3 separate regions of the Zea mays genome follow, and all the other regions are linked to region 1. A link is a contact called in public Hi-C data. All regions are on one chromosome and are shown on one strand. Each heading gives the region's core, a stretch centred on a gene start, on an enhancer-like site or on the middle of the called end of the contact. The rest is flanking DNA. Distances are from core to core; before and after follow the strand shown. Region 1 holds the start of LOC100383309 (hydroxyproline-rich glycoprotein family protein). Region 2 holds the start of LOC100275186. Region 3 holds the start of LOC103645777.

Evidence for each region. Hi-C and Micro-C count contacts between places; a contact is called where the count stands out from the background.
Region 2: a contact with region 1 is called in a Hi-C map of leaf, with 4 times the contacts expected there. The contact joins the promoter of LOC100275186 here to the promoter of LOC100383309 in region 1. A contact is called at or near these places in 2 of 25 Hi-C or Micro-C datasets (leaf and tassel).
Region 3: a contact with region 1 is called in a Hi-C map of bundle sheath, with 2.5 times the contacts expected there. The contact joins the promoter of LOC103645777 here to the promoter of LOC100383309 in region 1. A contact is called at or near these places in 7 of 25 Hi-C or Micro-C datasets (bundle sheath, ear, leaf and 4 more).

What each region holds. Positions count from the first base shown.
Region 1 is chr2:2,767,215-2,772,336 of Zm-B73-REFERENCE-NAM-5.0, forward strand. LOC100383309 (hydroxyproline-rich glycoprotein family protein) reads left to right here and starts at 2,507. Exons shown (of 2, transcript NM_001175967.1): 1 at 2,507-3,429; 2 at 4,211-5,106. The coding sequence starts at 2,625. The coding sequence ends at 4,551.
Region 2 is chr2:2,535,670-2,540,791 of Zm-B73-REFERENCE-NAM-5.0, forward strand. It overlaps LOC100275186, which reads left to right and starts at 2,096. Exons shown (of 3, transcript NM_001149336.1): 1 at 2,096-2,270; 2 at 2,351-2,472; 3 at 3,680-4,165. The coding sequence starts at 2,122. The coding sequence ends at 3,699.
Region 3 is chr2:2,624,748-2,629,869 of Zm-B73-REFERENCE-NAM-5.0, forward strand. It overlaps LOC103645777, which reads left to right and starts at 1,908. Exons shown (of 7, transcript NM_001347050.1): 1 at 1,908-2,225; 2 at 2,542-2,599; 3 at 3,873-4,424; 4 at 4,898-5,041. The coding sequence starts at 3,948. It overlaps LOC100191603, which reads left to right. Exons shown (of 10, transcript NM_001137032.2): 9 at 1-261; 10 at 345-942. The coding sequence ends at 656.

The DNA of each region.
Region 1 (5,122 bases), core at 1,257-3,756:
TGTGTTTCCTACCTAAAATATCCATAATAAGATTTGCAAGCTGAGCTAATAACTATAGAGGGTTGATTTTTGAGCTCAGAAGCTCCTTGGCCCTCCGCACAGTTGTAGCTAGCACCATCCAATGACATGGCCAGATTGAGAAGACCAAGCAATTGCTTATATGAGAAAGGTAAGGAAAAAAAAACATAGGAAGTTTAGGTGCCGACAAATTGACACATTGCGGCTCTAGTTATATAGATGAGTAATTGTGTCGTGCGGCACAAGCACGACACGGACCTGATAATGCATGGCACGAACAGTGTCAGACCAGACACGACACGGTTTTAGGTACGCCACGATTCTAAGAGCATCTCCGGTAGTTCCTAAAAAAGATTTTGGTTTCGTTTGTACGATAAAGTTCAATAATCATCATTCTTCTCTTTATTAATATTTTCATTCTGTATGAATCACGGTTGGTCATTTTCCTCTAAATTTTTGGAATGGTCATCTTCATGCTTGTCAAGCGAGGATGTTAAATTCATCCTTTCCGCAGCTCCAATCATTCGTAGTGCATCATTTGTACACGTGCTTGTCAAGCGAGGATGTTAAATTCATCCTTTCCGCAGCTCCAATCATTCGTAGTGCATCATTTGTACACGGGTGGGGACTACGGGGATGTTAAATGATTTTACGGTGTGATTGACGCGCAAAATAGGCTACGGGGAGTGCACAAGAGGATCCAAAGTCAGGGTCTAAAAAAGGATATTTCGGAAGTTAGTACATTTGAGGACCTTATTTAATCAACTGCTGGATAATGATTTTTGGTTAATAACATCCTCAATTAATTTGTGGGGGTGGGGGGGGGCAAGCCTGGTGTGCGATTGCTGGGGATATATCGTGTATTTTAGTTGTATAATAAGATAAGATAGATAGACACACAGAGATAGGTATGCAGTTTGTGTGGGCCCATTCCGCGCGAAGAAAAAGGCCTTGGCCTGAAACGCGATTTCCGCACTCAGTTCTCGCTGGTCTCACACTGCACCGCACGCCCGCACTCCATTCCGTCCGGCTCCGGCCCAAACGCCTGCGTTTCAGGTCCACTCCACTCTCAGTTATTAATAAGCAGCAACGCAGGCAGCATGATATTTGTTTACGATACAAAAGGCAACCCAAGAATCCAGCCTATACCGCGGCTGCATCGCAGTAGCACGCTGCGCTAGTCCTAGCTGCTAGCCAAAAAAAAAAAAAAAAAGGCGCCATTTGGTGAATGACTACGGTAGTGTGGTCAGGTGTTGTGGGGTTCCCGTTCCGCTACGGACGAACACGACGCTGCCGCTGAAAAGGGCAGCAGAAGGCCCAAGCGCCGCGTCTCTACAACACGTACTACTACGGCTAGCAGAGTAGTTCATGAACAGCGGTGGACCTCGGCCTAGGTTTAGGAGGAGAGGGGTGCTTCTGCTGCTCCGATCCCCGTGGTGATCGCAACCACTTGTGGGGGGAACTTTTGGCAAGTAGAGTAGATGATTGCCGTCGAACCATAGTTAATTTAACACCGTCTTCTTCTGCTACTAAGATACTTTTATAGGCACATAATAGCACTAACTAGCTCTAGCTAGATCCATCATGCATGTAAACACGTAACACCATCTTCTTTCTGGGGGAAACGACACTGCTGTGCTGTGGGGGGGGGTTGGCTTCTTTCCTTTCTCTTTTTCTTCCGTTTTTATTTTTTATTTTTACTGTTAGAGGACCTGTGGCGCGACTGTTCCGGGCGCAGCACGCTCGCTCCGCATATGTCCAAGCACGCACACAGGCACGCACAAGCACAATCACACACACCCCGGCCCGGCCTGGCCAGGCCAACAGCGAGTCCTCTTTCCTAGGCGGAAGCGGAACAGGCCAGGGCCAACGCGCTCAGAAGTGGCGTGGCCGGTCACTGCTGGGAGGGGTCCCCCTGCACGGAGAGGATGAGGTGAGGACGCGGCACGCCGGCAGCTACGGGACACCCCGGTGGCGGTGCTCGGCTCCGCGACAACCAAGCCCCCGAACAGAAGCGCTCACTGCTCACTCGCCAGCCCCAGCCATTTAGCTCGAGGCCGGTGATAAGTACTAGCATAACAGAAGCGTCTGCGTCTGCGTGCAAGCGTTGTGAACGACGACACGAGAAGAAAAAGGTTACTGGGAAAACTGAAAAGGAACCGCGGGAAACGAGCAGGAGGCGGGCGGGCGAGAGGGATGAGCAGCCGGGAACGTGAACGAGCCTGACCGGGCGCGGCCGATGAGATCCCCCACTCACATGGAGCGCCCTGCCTGCCACTGCCACGCTCCAAGCCTTGCACTGCACTGCACTGCGCTGCGCCCGATCCGAAGCGAAACGCCCTCTAACTGCACTGCTGCGTGCGTACAGTGCACCTCTTTGGTTGGGTGGGTTAAAGCTTAACGCCACCACTAAACCCAGGCCAGCACAACGCCGTGGCCATGTAAATACGGGGGTGCCCAGTCCAGTGGCCTCCTCGCCAGCCTTCGCCGCGCGTCCGACCCAAACCCAACCACACCGCCCTCCCCTAGCTCGTCGCGTCCCGACCCGATGCCGTAGCTAGCAGCGGCCCTGCAGCCAGCCACCCACCCACGCCTGCAGCCGTCGCATGTCGGACAACACCGTAGCCAAGGCGGCGGCAGCGACCATGACGCCCGCCGCCGCCTCCGACCCGTCGCCGTCGTCCTCGTCCGGCGTCGGGGCGTCCCCGCTCGCGCTGCTCCGCCCGCACGCGCACGGCCACATGACGCCGCCGTCGCCGGCGCTCGCGGCCCCGCCGCCGTCCCCGGCGTCCGCGCCCCGGGACTACCGCAAGGGCAACTGGACGCTCCAGGAGACGCTCGTCCTCATCACGGCCAAGCGCCTGGACGACGACCGCCGCGCCGGAGGCGCCCATGCCCACGCCCACGCCCTGGCCGGGTCGCCCACCACGCCGCGCTCGGCGGAGCAGCGCTGGAAGTGGGTGGAGAACTACTGCTGGAACCACGGCTGCCTCCGCAGCCAGAACCAGTGCAACGACAAGTGGGACAACCTCCTCCGCGACTACAAGAAGGTCCGCGACTACGAGTCCCGCGCCGCCGCCGCCGCGCCGGCCGCCGCGCCGGCCACGAGGGCTCTCCCGTCCTACTGGGCCATGGAGCGCCACGAGCGCAAGGACCGTAACCTGCCCACCAACCTGGCGCCCGAGGTGTTCGACGCGCTCACCGACGTGCTCTCCCGCCGCGCCGCGCGCCGAGGGGGCGCGGCGATCACGGCCGCCCCGCCGCCACCCCAGCTCGCGCTGCCTGCTCCGCCTCCGCCTCCGCCGCTTCCTCCTCCATCGCCACCGAAGCCCCCCATCGTCCAGCCCCGCGCTCCGCCTCCTCCGCTGCCGCTTCCGGCGGCCGTGCCTCCGCCGGCGACGTCCGTTTCCGGTATGGTCGGTCGGCGCGCGCCGCGCCCGTACTTAACACCAAGCTGCTGTTACATCTATCTACCCGTTCCATTTACTGTTCGTCTGTCGTCTCGTCTCGTCTCAACTGACACGTGGGCCCCTGGATCGCCACGATGTTATTTATATGCTTAGAGCCAGGCGTTATGATTGGGGGAGATCAGATGCTCCCTCGAGCTGGTCTAATTATTTACCTCACCAGGCGGGGTAGGGGGGCTCGCTTTTTAACTTTTTTTTACTGTGCCTTCTTCCCCGGTGGGTGGCAGTGGTGATAGCGCTGGGAGATGAGAATAAAGCAGCGTTCATCAGAGTGCAGCGCAGCTCATGCATGCAGGGCAAAGTAGGCGGCGAATTCTATAGTTTATGGAGGGTTTTACTTGCATTGCAGAGATAGATGACAAAATAAAATGAGAAAATAGATTTCATGTGGCTAGTATAAGAACTACTACACAGGCGAAGCAATGCAAAGTAAGAAACAAAGGTCGCAGTCACTTTGTAAAGGCATTGGCAAGATCCAATTCTAAAAGCCTGAAAGCTTGGAGCAACTGTTGAAACGAACTAACAAAGCACCTTTTGTTGTCCAGCACTCCAGCCTGTTTGTTGTTTTCGCAGTTTAAGTAGATTACAGTGTGCTATATACATAAGTCGCAATGCATATGGTAGTAACTGCTGTGCAGTTTATATATGTTAGCCAGCCTGGTCCCTCCCTGCAGCGTTTTTTTGATGACGTGTTGCATGGATGGATCGTGGATGTGTACGTGCAGCGGAGGAGCTGACGGGGTCGTCGGAGTCCGGTGAGGACGACGACGGGTCGGACGCCGTGGCGGAGCCGGAGCCGAAGCGGCGGCGGCTGAACCGGCTGGGGTCCAGCGTGGTGCGCAGCGCGACGGTGCTGGCGCGCACCCTGGTGGCGTGCGAGGAGAAGCGGGAGCGGCGGCACCGGGAGGTCCTGGAGCTGGAGGAGCGGCGGCTGCGGCTGGAGGAGGAGCGCACGGAGGTGCGGCGCCAGGGCTTCGCGGGCCTCGTCTCCGCCGTCAACAGCCTCTCCAGCGCCATCCACGCCCTCGTCTCCGACCACCGCAGCGGCGACTCCGCCTCCCGGTGATCGGGCCGGGCAGGCCGGCAACTAACGCTCGGCCTTGACCGTCCGTCGTTGTCAACACCTCTCCCAGCTCAGCTCGGCTCGGCTCATCTGCCGCCGCGCCGGCGTTCGTTGTGCGATCCGTCGTCCGTCGCGGCCGGGCGGCTATATCTGGGCTCCGACGACAACATGATCCAGGTATCGACCGACAAACCGACCGACCGACCAGGATGTAAATAAGGTGAAGCGTGATTCATTGTTTGTTGGAGGCTGTGTGACTCCGAATTCTTTTGGAGGTGGTGGAATGGAAGCGTGTGTGTAGCATTGCATTGGTCCGTCTCGCTCGCGTGCATGTAGTAGTAGTAAGTACAACGTGTCCTCCTGCTGCTGCTGCTGCTAGTGCTAGGTATCTGCTTTGAGCTCCCTCCCTCCCCTTTTTTTTGTGCATGCATTGACTCGTTGTTGACTGGAGATGGAGCTTGCGTTGCGATCAGTGGACATTGTTACTGTGCAGCATGCCAGCTGCCGTGGTGTGGTGTGTGGGTATTATTATGGTCGATGAGGGAGGCCGGTGCTGCCATTGACACTGTCTTCT
Region 2 (5,122 bases), core at 846-3,345, 230 kb before region 1:
GTTTGGTGCACCGGACAATGTATTGTTTACTATCCGGTGAATTTTATAATTAAAATTCTTGAGAACAGCATCTTCGACCGTACACATCACCGGATAGTTCGGTGCACAACGGACAGTCCGATGGGTCTAAGGCCAGTCTAAGTTTGGCTCTTTTGAGCCAAACTTCTCCAACTTCTCTTGACTTTTATTGAGAGCTTTCCTAACAATTAGACAAATATAGTCAGCAACTAAAACAATTGACTAAGTGGTAGAATCATAATCCTTTCTCACTTCTTTTCTCAAGGATTTACAATATGGTCACTACTAAGTCCAAAAGCCACTTTTCTTGCACAAAAGAGTTAGTAGCCAAATAAAGGTGCAAAAAACATAATATAATATATGTGCAACTTATTCAAGTACTTAAACCTAATATTTTATAGCTTTTTCCAAAAGTTGCGCTTTTGGCCTTCCAATTCAACTAATTTGGACTTCTTTGTCTTCAATTTGCTTTCTCTAAACATATGCTCATGCTTACATCAAGAGTCAGTCTAAAGTGATATGTTCAGTATTTAATCACCAAAACAATTAGAAATAGCTTAAGATCACATTTCCGTTTCGGTATGCACTAAGTGCTCCACTTGTGTAGCTACCGCAGGTGATGGCACCAACACTGGCAACTTCCTTGTGGTCCCCGCCGTCGTCCATTGCGCCGTTGTCGCTCCTGTTCCGCTAGGCCTGCTCCTGCAACACCTCCTCATGCTCATGCTCGAATTCCTAATGCCAGAGAAACCAATAACCCTGGTGGTGAGGCCGCTGGGCAACGCCGTCACCTTCACCTAATCCCAACTACCCATGTCTATCTTCTCTTTGGTTACGAGAGCAGACCGGAGTTAGCGGGCAGTAGAAGCGCGATGAATAGACTCCCTGTCATGGAACCGAGGCGTCGTCGTCGCCGGCCACTCCTCCCGGTGACGAGGTACGACACCAGTTTCAACGGTTGTCCTACATCATTTTTTACAAAAAAATCTCTTACATCTTTTAAAATGAACACGTCGTTCTACCGCCCACACTTCTGCATCGTCCGTTCTATCACCGCACACCATCCAACCGCGTATACCATCTCCCTCGATATCGTGCCTGCCCCTACCTACGCGCGGTGTAACCACCCTAGCTAGCCGCCTGTTATGGGATCGCTGCTCCTCTAACATAAAATATTTATCTTTACTATTATATAATACATGAGTTTCGTCGGTTTCTTCGTGCGTCAATGCGCTCACGCGTGAGCATCCTAGGCCTCTCTGTGCGTGTTTGCGTCTATATCAAATCTCTACTATATTAAAGCATCAGTTTCAACGGTCGTGCTGCGTCATTTTTTTTTAAAAAAAGTCTCTTACATCTTTTTAGAATGAGCCTACCGTTCTGCCGTCCCATCCGTCTATTCTACCGCCCCACGCCATCCAACCGTGCATGCCCACCTCATGAATTTAGACATATATCAATTAAACTAATTCGGTTTTATGCAAAATATACTTGTATACTATTATTAGCAAGATGACGGAGATATTTATGTGCTATATTTTTACTATAGAGGAGTGAGACGAAGAGTGTCATGTAAGTTACAAAGTAGAAACAAATTCTATTAATGCATAAAATTATTTCTCATCTTCCACCTCATAAATTTGAGATATACTTATATCTTAATTTTGAAAAGTGGTGGAATGTCAAATTTTAAACTAAATAAATTACTTTATTGAGGAAATTACAATTCCTCTAAAATAAAGAGATCCAAACGTCCCGTAATTCTATTTGAGTAAGATCTATCTTAAGTGTAAGATACTGTCGCACGCACGTGCACTTAGCTATTAACATTTACGGATCGGGGATCGGGTTGATACGTTTTGTAAGTTTATAGAGCGGGTAGGCACAGGAAGACAAGTGTGTATTTTACTCGTTTTTTTTACAAGACTGGAGCAAATCTGTTCTCCAGCTTCCATGAATTCCATGGGCTTTCTAAATTTCTGCCTCCGGCCCATACAAATTCCTCCTGATGAAGGTTCGTCGGCCCAAACCAAGTAGCGTCTAGGGTTTTAGCCTCTCCAACCGCACGATGGACACCGACGCGAGAAGGCAGGGGGAGAGAAAATGGCGTATTTGTCCCGCACAGCCGCCGCCGTCGCCGTCGCCGTGAGGTCGGCGGTCCGCTCCGCACCTCTCACTGGCCGCGTCCTCGGAGCGCCACTGCCTTCCCTTGCCTCGCCTTCCGCTGCCCGGTCCGCCCGAATCCTCCGCAGGTAGCCAGCTGACTCCTTGGCGATTGGTCCGGATGGGTTTTGGTTTGTGCGCTCACATCGGCCGTTTGGTTTCGGTGCAGGACGGCGGCCGCGGCGTCGGCGGGGCTGGAGACTCTAATGCCGCTGCACAGCGCGGTGGCGGCCGCGCGGCTTAGGTCCTGCATCGCCGTCGACTCCTCGTGCTGGAGCTCGCTCTCGCAAGGTAATCCTCTGTCTGGGCTGTTACCATTGGAGGGGATAATGGCATGCTGTCAAATAATTGGACCGGTTGTGGGGTGACTTGGGTGCTGCATGCTCTGGATACTGTGGATGTCTATGGTTGTGAAATAAGCTATTTTAATCGGTCCAGTATCAGAGTTATCACCAACTAATTGACTGTTTTTTAGGTCAGGTTCATATAGGAGCTACCGCTTTAGGAATTAGGACTGTGTGTTCATTCTGACTTATCGGGGGCTCTCAGTGTGAAATAGGGCATGTCAATTTGGAAACTTGTGAACGTCCATAGTAGCTTATATTTTATAGAATCTTTTGCCTTTTGCAATGTTAACAAAAATTGATCAACAGGGATCTTTATGTATGCAGTGATGAATAACGAATTTATTCAACATGCCTTTCAGAGTTACACTTGTGAGAAGAACTTAAATGCTAGCAGTTCATCTCAAAACTAGTTGCAGTCATTGTATTGTTTTATTTTGTAGTAGCTTGATGCCAGATTGCCAGTATAGCTTGTCACTATAAATTACGTTTGGTATGGTTTCTTGTGGTCTTTTTTTATTTAAGTAAAAAGTTTGGTTGGCTCCGCTGTGTGCATGGCGCAACGATAGCATCCTAGTTGTAAATAGAAAGAATACAGCCTCTTTAGGACTAGTCATTGCGATCGTGTTGATTGATCCACTTGTTGCATTATTGGCCCTCTTTATCCATAAAACCTTAAGATCTGGTTTTAGCTATATAGACTTGCAACTTACATGTCGACCATAATATTGTGGTTCTCTAAAGTCTAAACTCTGAGGAAAAGTGACGCCTATTTAAAACCCTGTCCCATGCATAAATAATAGAGTTTTTGTTTGTCTTTGATGCATGAGGTGCTATCGTTCTTCACCTTTTCAATGCATTTCTCTGTTTTGCACCTTAGTAATGAAATTGGCATTCTTATGGTGCTTGAAATTGTTGAGCGAATAGTTTTTTCATCTAATGTTCTCAGTGACATGGATTCCTGTCACTTAGTTGTGCAACCTAATCATCCATGAAATACTGAACCTATCATCAGTTCCAGCTAGCAAGTCTTAGTAATACAAGGTCCTTCATGCTTGTTGATTAGATCAAGCCAATGAAGAAAAAAAAAGTTATCTGTTCTTTTTCGTTGAAAAAAAGATGGGGTTTCTACATATTAACTGTGGTTATTATAGGTTTAAACAAGCGCATCTGATCATGGCTAGGAGCTGAGCACAGAAGAGAAGTGAGGACAACGAGTTAGAACGAAGTCATCTCTTTTGCAGATATTTGTAACATGTACTACTTTGGTTGTTGCTCTATGTGTTTGCTCATGTCTTCAATGGAGCATGCAAAATAGTTCCTTGTAACTTGCTTGGCTCTTATTTTCAGTTTGGTCATGAGCTATGCTGAAGGAAAAAACTTGTACTTGTAATAAAAAAACACTTCAGTTTTTTCTTTAGGTGTGCAAAATTACTCCATTTGAAATAATGGCAGCATATGGTATTACATCTTGTATCCATGGCCTGACTTGCTCTTGTATTTGGTGATATAGGATATGCTTTGCCTTTATGAGAGGAGAGGTGCACCTGAAGAAACCAATGAACATTAGGAATTACAAACAAGGGCTGTAATAATGTGATTGTTGTAAACTAATTTTACCTTTGATGTTCATTGAATCATCCACAGATGTACAACTGGCATTTGTTGATGTTGGGATTTTATTTACGTGGATCCATGAATTACCTGCAGCTCCTCTTTCAAACGGTTGCTTCATTATTGGCATTGGGATGCTCAGATATTATTTTCAATTCCGATGTAGGCATCACTTGAAATAGCTTCAATTATGTGCCTTCCTTGAGAATTCGGTTCACTCTGCTTGGGTTACAATGCCTGAGGATTGAAATAGCGGAATCATCTGTGCACTCACAAGATGAGCAGCAAAAAGTGAAAGCCTATTTGCAAGTTTCTACGTTTGATTTGCAGTTTCTGTTCTAAATTAAGTTGTTCAAATATGAACAATGCAAACAAAATGGTAAAACTGAATATGCCTCTAGCAACACACGCGAGATTTCACATACAGTATTTCTTAGAGCTGCACATCCTGATATCCAGCTCTAGGAAATCTATTTGCCAAACAAGGAGTGATTTAGACTATGAGTGGACCTCTGTTTGCCAAACAGGAATGCTTGTAGCGGTAAACTCAACCGCAGCCCAATCTGCAAATAGTGTCCAACGGGATAGACTAGAGTTGAACCAAGTTTGTGTTGTATTATGTGCTCCATTCCTAGTATTTTATAAAATATTTTTAGGGCAATTGTGATTCTACACTTCTATGACATTGCAATTGTATTTAGCCATTGTTTTTCAACTTTGTAATTCTACACCTCTATTTTTTTAAACGAAGCTCCCGTTTGGCCCTCCTCTTTACACCGTTAGTGAAAATCAGAATTAATGATTAAAAAATAAAAAACAAAAGTTAAAATTATAATTGCAAGGTGTGAGAAGGGTATAATCACAATTAACTCTGAAAATTTTAACAATATTTTTAGGGTTTGAGATTATACCCTTATCTTACATTGCAATTGTGATTTTATCCCTAGTTTTTTTATTTTGTAGTCACTAATTCTGATTTTCAC
Region 3 (5,122 bases), core at 658-3,157, 140 kb before region 1:
CTCGGCGTGGGCACCGAGAACAAGATCGCCATGCACTTCGACAGGGTCTTTTGGCCCAACGTCGAGGTGCTGGGAATGGTCGGGCCGACGCCCAAAGCCTGTGGGTACTTCCTGAACCTGCACAAAGCCACCGGCAATCCGGTCCTCGTGTACATGGCCGCCGGAAGGTTCGCCCAGGAGGTGGAGAAGCTGTCGGACAAGGAAGCCGTCGGCCTGGTCGTTTCTCACCTGAAGAAGATGCTCCCGGATGCCACTGAACCGGTAAAACTCATCTACTTTGAGCTAGTAAGCATGAAGGTTGTCCATGTGGCTGACGCGTTTGCATTTGGTGTGGTATGTTGCAGACGCAGTACCTGGTGTCGCGATGGGGCTCCGACCCCAACTCCCTGGGGTCCTACTCGTGCGACCTGGTCGCGAAGCCGGCCGACGTGTGCGCGAGGTTCGCCGCCCCCGTCGAGAACCTGCACTTCGCCGGCGAGGCGGCCAGTGCCGAGCACTCGGGGTCCGTGCACGGCGCCTACTCGTCGGGCATCGCCGCTGCCGAGGAATGCAGGAAGCGGCTCCTGGCGCTGAAGGGCATCCCGGACCTGGTCCAGGTCGCGGCGTGGGAGGAGATGGCCGGAGCTGTGGCTCCTCTGCAGATTTGCAGGACCTGAGTGAGATTGGATCACTGGCTGCCTTTGGACATTGGAGTGGATCGTGGATCGCTTCGCTGCTCCCTGATGGTTGCCGAGTCTTTTTTTATATTTACCTTACCTTGAAGGCCGTTGTGTCTTGTCTGGAATAAATCAAGATTGACTGGCACTGAAAGTGTCATCGCGTCACTCTTTCATACTTATTAATAAATATCACAAGTCTGTCCTGAGATCTCAGCCTGGTGCCTGCGTGCTGCCTTTGCCTTGTATATGACGTTTTACTTTCTTTTAGTCTCAATTATTCAAATTTTTTTTTTACTAATTTCACTGCAATTTAGTTTGGTATATACACAATAAACCATAAGTGTAGGTTCAGAATTTTATTTTTTCATAAGATAAGTGGTCAAAAAGTTGAGACTAAAAAGGTTTATCGTTATATATTTGTGAACGAGGTGGTAGCTATGTTTAGGTTCGTTCGTCTCCGTACGCTCTGTGCTTAGTTGCGCTGAACAGCGGTGATTGCCAAGTGGATGGACCCATGTTAACAGGGTCGTGTTGATGACGCTCGACCAACCTTGCCCCAAGATCCAGGTCAAAGACAACAGTAGGCCTGGTGGCCGGGGTGTTTTGTCATTTTCTTTTCTCGCATCATTTGTTTTGTTGCATTTGGACTAATGCTCTTCTTTTCATAGTATCTAGCAAACCTTCTCGTGTGCTGCAACTGTAAATTACTATATTAACGCATAAATAAATAAATATAGTTGCGCCCGCTATTTTTTTTAACTAAAACACGATAAATAAAAAATTAAAACACGGTAAATAAAAAAAGAACTAGAGTACAATTTATTTTATGACGACCATAACATCCATAATATGTAGTATGCCAATGTCACATCAGCCAGGAATACCCACATAGCTGGTGTTGATTTGTCATGCGTCACTTTAATAGAGCTGGTGTGGTGTCTATTGAAGTCCAACTTATCTAATTTTATTCAAATTTACTAAAAGAACATCTAGAGGAAAAAATGGAGCGGAGGGAGTATCATCATTTTCCAACTCGCAATTCTACTGCTGATGCCATGACCCACGAGTCCACGAGAAACTATCCCAGGCATGCTTGGCCATGTCACACTCACACGGGCTCAAGAGGCAATAATAATTAAAAAAAGACTTTTAAATTCGTGCCAGTATCTAGAGGACCCACTCGTGCATTTGCTCCATTTTTTCTTTGTTCGAATTGACCGAAATTCGCTGGTGCCCTTTTCCTGTTCTATCCCCGTCACCCTTTTTCACCCCACCCCATTCTCCTTCTTCCTCCAGAGTCCAGACGGCGTGCTTCCGCCTGCCGCCGCCGGCGAGCTGCTTGCCCGCAGCATGACTCCGCATCCTGGCCGCCTCGTCCTACCACCGGCGGCTCCTTCTCCCTGAACCCCGCCGCGCGCCAGGCACCACGCCTCCCTCCGCAGTCACACGAGCACGCGGCCGTCCTCTGCCGCACCGCGCCGCCTCCAGACGCCTCGCTCGTCAGGTCTCTCCACCTCCGCCTGCGAACGTTCGGCCCAGCTCCGGCGAGTTCCTCCGCAATTCCGGGTGAGAGTCTACGGCTCTACGCGCCAGCTCCTCCTCCCCCTCCCCCTCCGGCCGAGTCCTCGTCGATTTTGGGCGGGCGCCCCTCCGCCGGCGGTCTGTGCTGCGCGGACGCGGTTCGCGGATCCGGCGGCCGGATCTGCGCCGCCCTCGCCGCCGGCTTGCTCCTTCTCCTCGCGGCTGGGCGTACAACCCTTACTTCACTACTACCTCTTTTGAGGGGCGCGTGGACTGTGGAGTGGAGACCAGGGTTGACCCTCCGCTGGCAGCTGGCCGCTCAGATCCTCCCCGTCCTGATCTCTTCCTCCTCTTGCTGCAGATCTGCTGGAGCGCCAGCAAGGCGGTCTCTCCAACCCTCCGGAGTCCGGACCAGCAAGGTAAGAAGGCTTGTTCGTTCTGTACCTCGCAGCCGGCCATTACACAGGACGCAACACAAGAATGGTCATCATGCTTGTATATGGAATTTTGGTTTGGATCCCCAAATTAATGATTGTTATTAGCAAGCAGTTAACTGCAGTTACCCATTATTAGCAAAGTGGTGAAAGACTAGAGGCAGCACTAGTGCAGGCCACCAGAGTTTAAAGTTTACGAACTCGGAATTTCAAAACCTGAACCTTCTGACTTAATACTATGACCACTTAATGAACTTGTCGCAGTAGCACTTGGTTAATCGTGGTAATAATAATACTATGGAAAATGCATTTCAAATAATACTATGTTGATGATCCGTTTTCTTTTTAGAGCTTTAGGGCATTGCCCCAATCTTAGCATTAGCAAAGACGAAAGCATCAGTTTACAGCTTACAGGTTGAACTCACCTGTCCGAAAATCCCAAAAAAAGCTGCAAAGAAACGTTACAACTCCATACTTAAACGACTTCTCTTGACACCAATCATCCTTCCGACACACTCAAATAAAAATACACCTAGGGATCCATTGAACTTAAACAAGAAACAGCACTACCAGAAACAAGCTAAGAACTAAGGAGCTACAGCAGGGGCTGTTAAGAAAAATATATCCTTAGCCCCTGCAAGTTCCCAAAAAATGCCTCTCTTCCCCGCTCGGACTAAAGCAGCAGTAACACTTGGGGGTGGGGGATGCCATAAAAAAACATACCGTTTTCTGTGTTTCCATATGATCCAGGAGCCAACGATGATGAGACTATTTAGGCTTTCCTCCACTGTCCTTCCAACAGCTCATTGTTGCATGCCTTATCTGCTCAAGTTGAACATTGATTAATCTGCAGAATAGGAGACGATGTGGATCCTTGGTATTGTGCATGTTTCTACTGAATCCATGCTTCCTTTGTGCACTTTTACTGGTAATCTATTTTCATTATGGAAAAAATGACCACTAGTCTTCTTGATTTATCATTCTTCCACCTGTTGTTATTCTACTTGGAGGAATGGTACCTCTAGAGAACTTTGCACTTTTTCTCTGCAAAGTTCTTTAAAAAACCTTTTTTACTTTTTTTCTTAGGCAATTCGATGTGGTGCTGTGATATTAGTTTTATATTTTCTCTGATTCGTGAACTTGTAGGTTTAATTCTTGATGGTCCGTCTTCTGTTGATGACTTATGGACTTCTTTTTTCCTGTGGTCAGTCCTGCATCAATTTTAAAACATAATTAGTACCTTTTTTTTCATTTTCAGGGTTCTGATCTCCCATGCCACAGTTTATAACGTTGAAGGATTCAAAAATCTACAGAACTAGATGATACTTGCATAATGCAGTCCTCAGGTATTTGGAAGGCGCATGCTGGTTCATCACAGTCAGAGGGTTCGGGTCTGGATATGGAGAGGAACGGATGCAATCATAATTATTGTCCATCTCCTCTCCAACCAATTGCCTCAGCTGGTCAGCACTCTGAAAGCAGCGCTGCATACTTTTCTTGGCCTACATCTACTCTAATGCACGGGTCAGCTGAAGGCCGTGCTAATTACTTTGGGAACCTACAGAAGGGTGTACTACCAGGACATCTTGGTCGCTTGCCAAAGGGCCAGCAAGCTACCACCTTACTTGATTTAATGATTATAAGAGCATTCCACAGCAAGATCCTCCGCCGGTTTAGTCTTGGTACAGCAATAGGCTTTAGAATCAGGAAAGGAACATTGACTGACACACCTGCCATCCTTGTGTTTGTTGCTCGAAAGGTTCACAGGAAGTGGCTCAGCGCTACTCAATGTCTTCCAACTGCCCTTGAGGTAGGCATGATGTTTGTTTCATGTAGTTTACAATGTTACTTAAGCCATCTGAAACCACATATTCAATTTCATCCAAGCTTATTAAAACGATAAAAAGTTGGAACGCTCATGGGTGAAATTTTGACTTTTAAACGTTTAAACTTTGTTTAAACGTAGTTTTAAACAACATAGTTAAAATACCAATATATCATAATTTCAGACAATAATATGAAATTAAATACCAAAACAGAGAGGTTAGTGGCTTACCAAAACTTCACCCATGAGCTGGATTGAACCCCAAAAGTAACTAATAGACCGGGCCTAAAAATAGCTAATGGTCTAAAATGCATAAAACACTGCGTTTTACAGTTTAGAACGCCAAAACGCTAAAACATGATTTCAATCTCTAATTAGAGTTTTGACGTTTAAACGTAGTTTAAACATCGTTTAAACGTAGTTTTAATAACACTGATTTCATCGCGTTCCATAAACAGGGACCTGGGGGTGTGTGGTGTGATGTTGATGTTGTTGAATTTTCTTATTATGGTGCACCAGCCCCAACACCAAAGGAACAACTTTATGATGAGCTTGTTGATGGATTGCGTGGTAGCGACCCTATTGTAGGCTCAGGTTCACAGGTAACATTCTTTTGTTCTCTTATGCTGCATCTTGTTTAGACTGCTTCATTACTTGACCACTTTCCTTTTTTTTCATCAAAT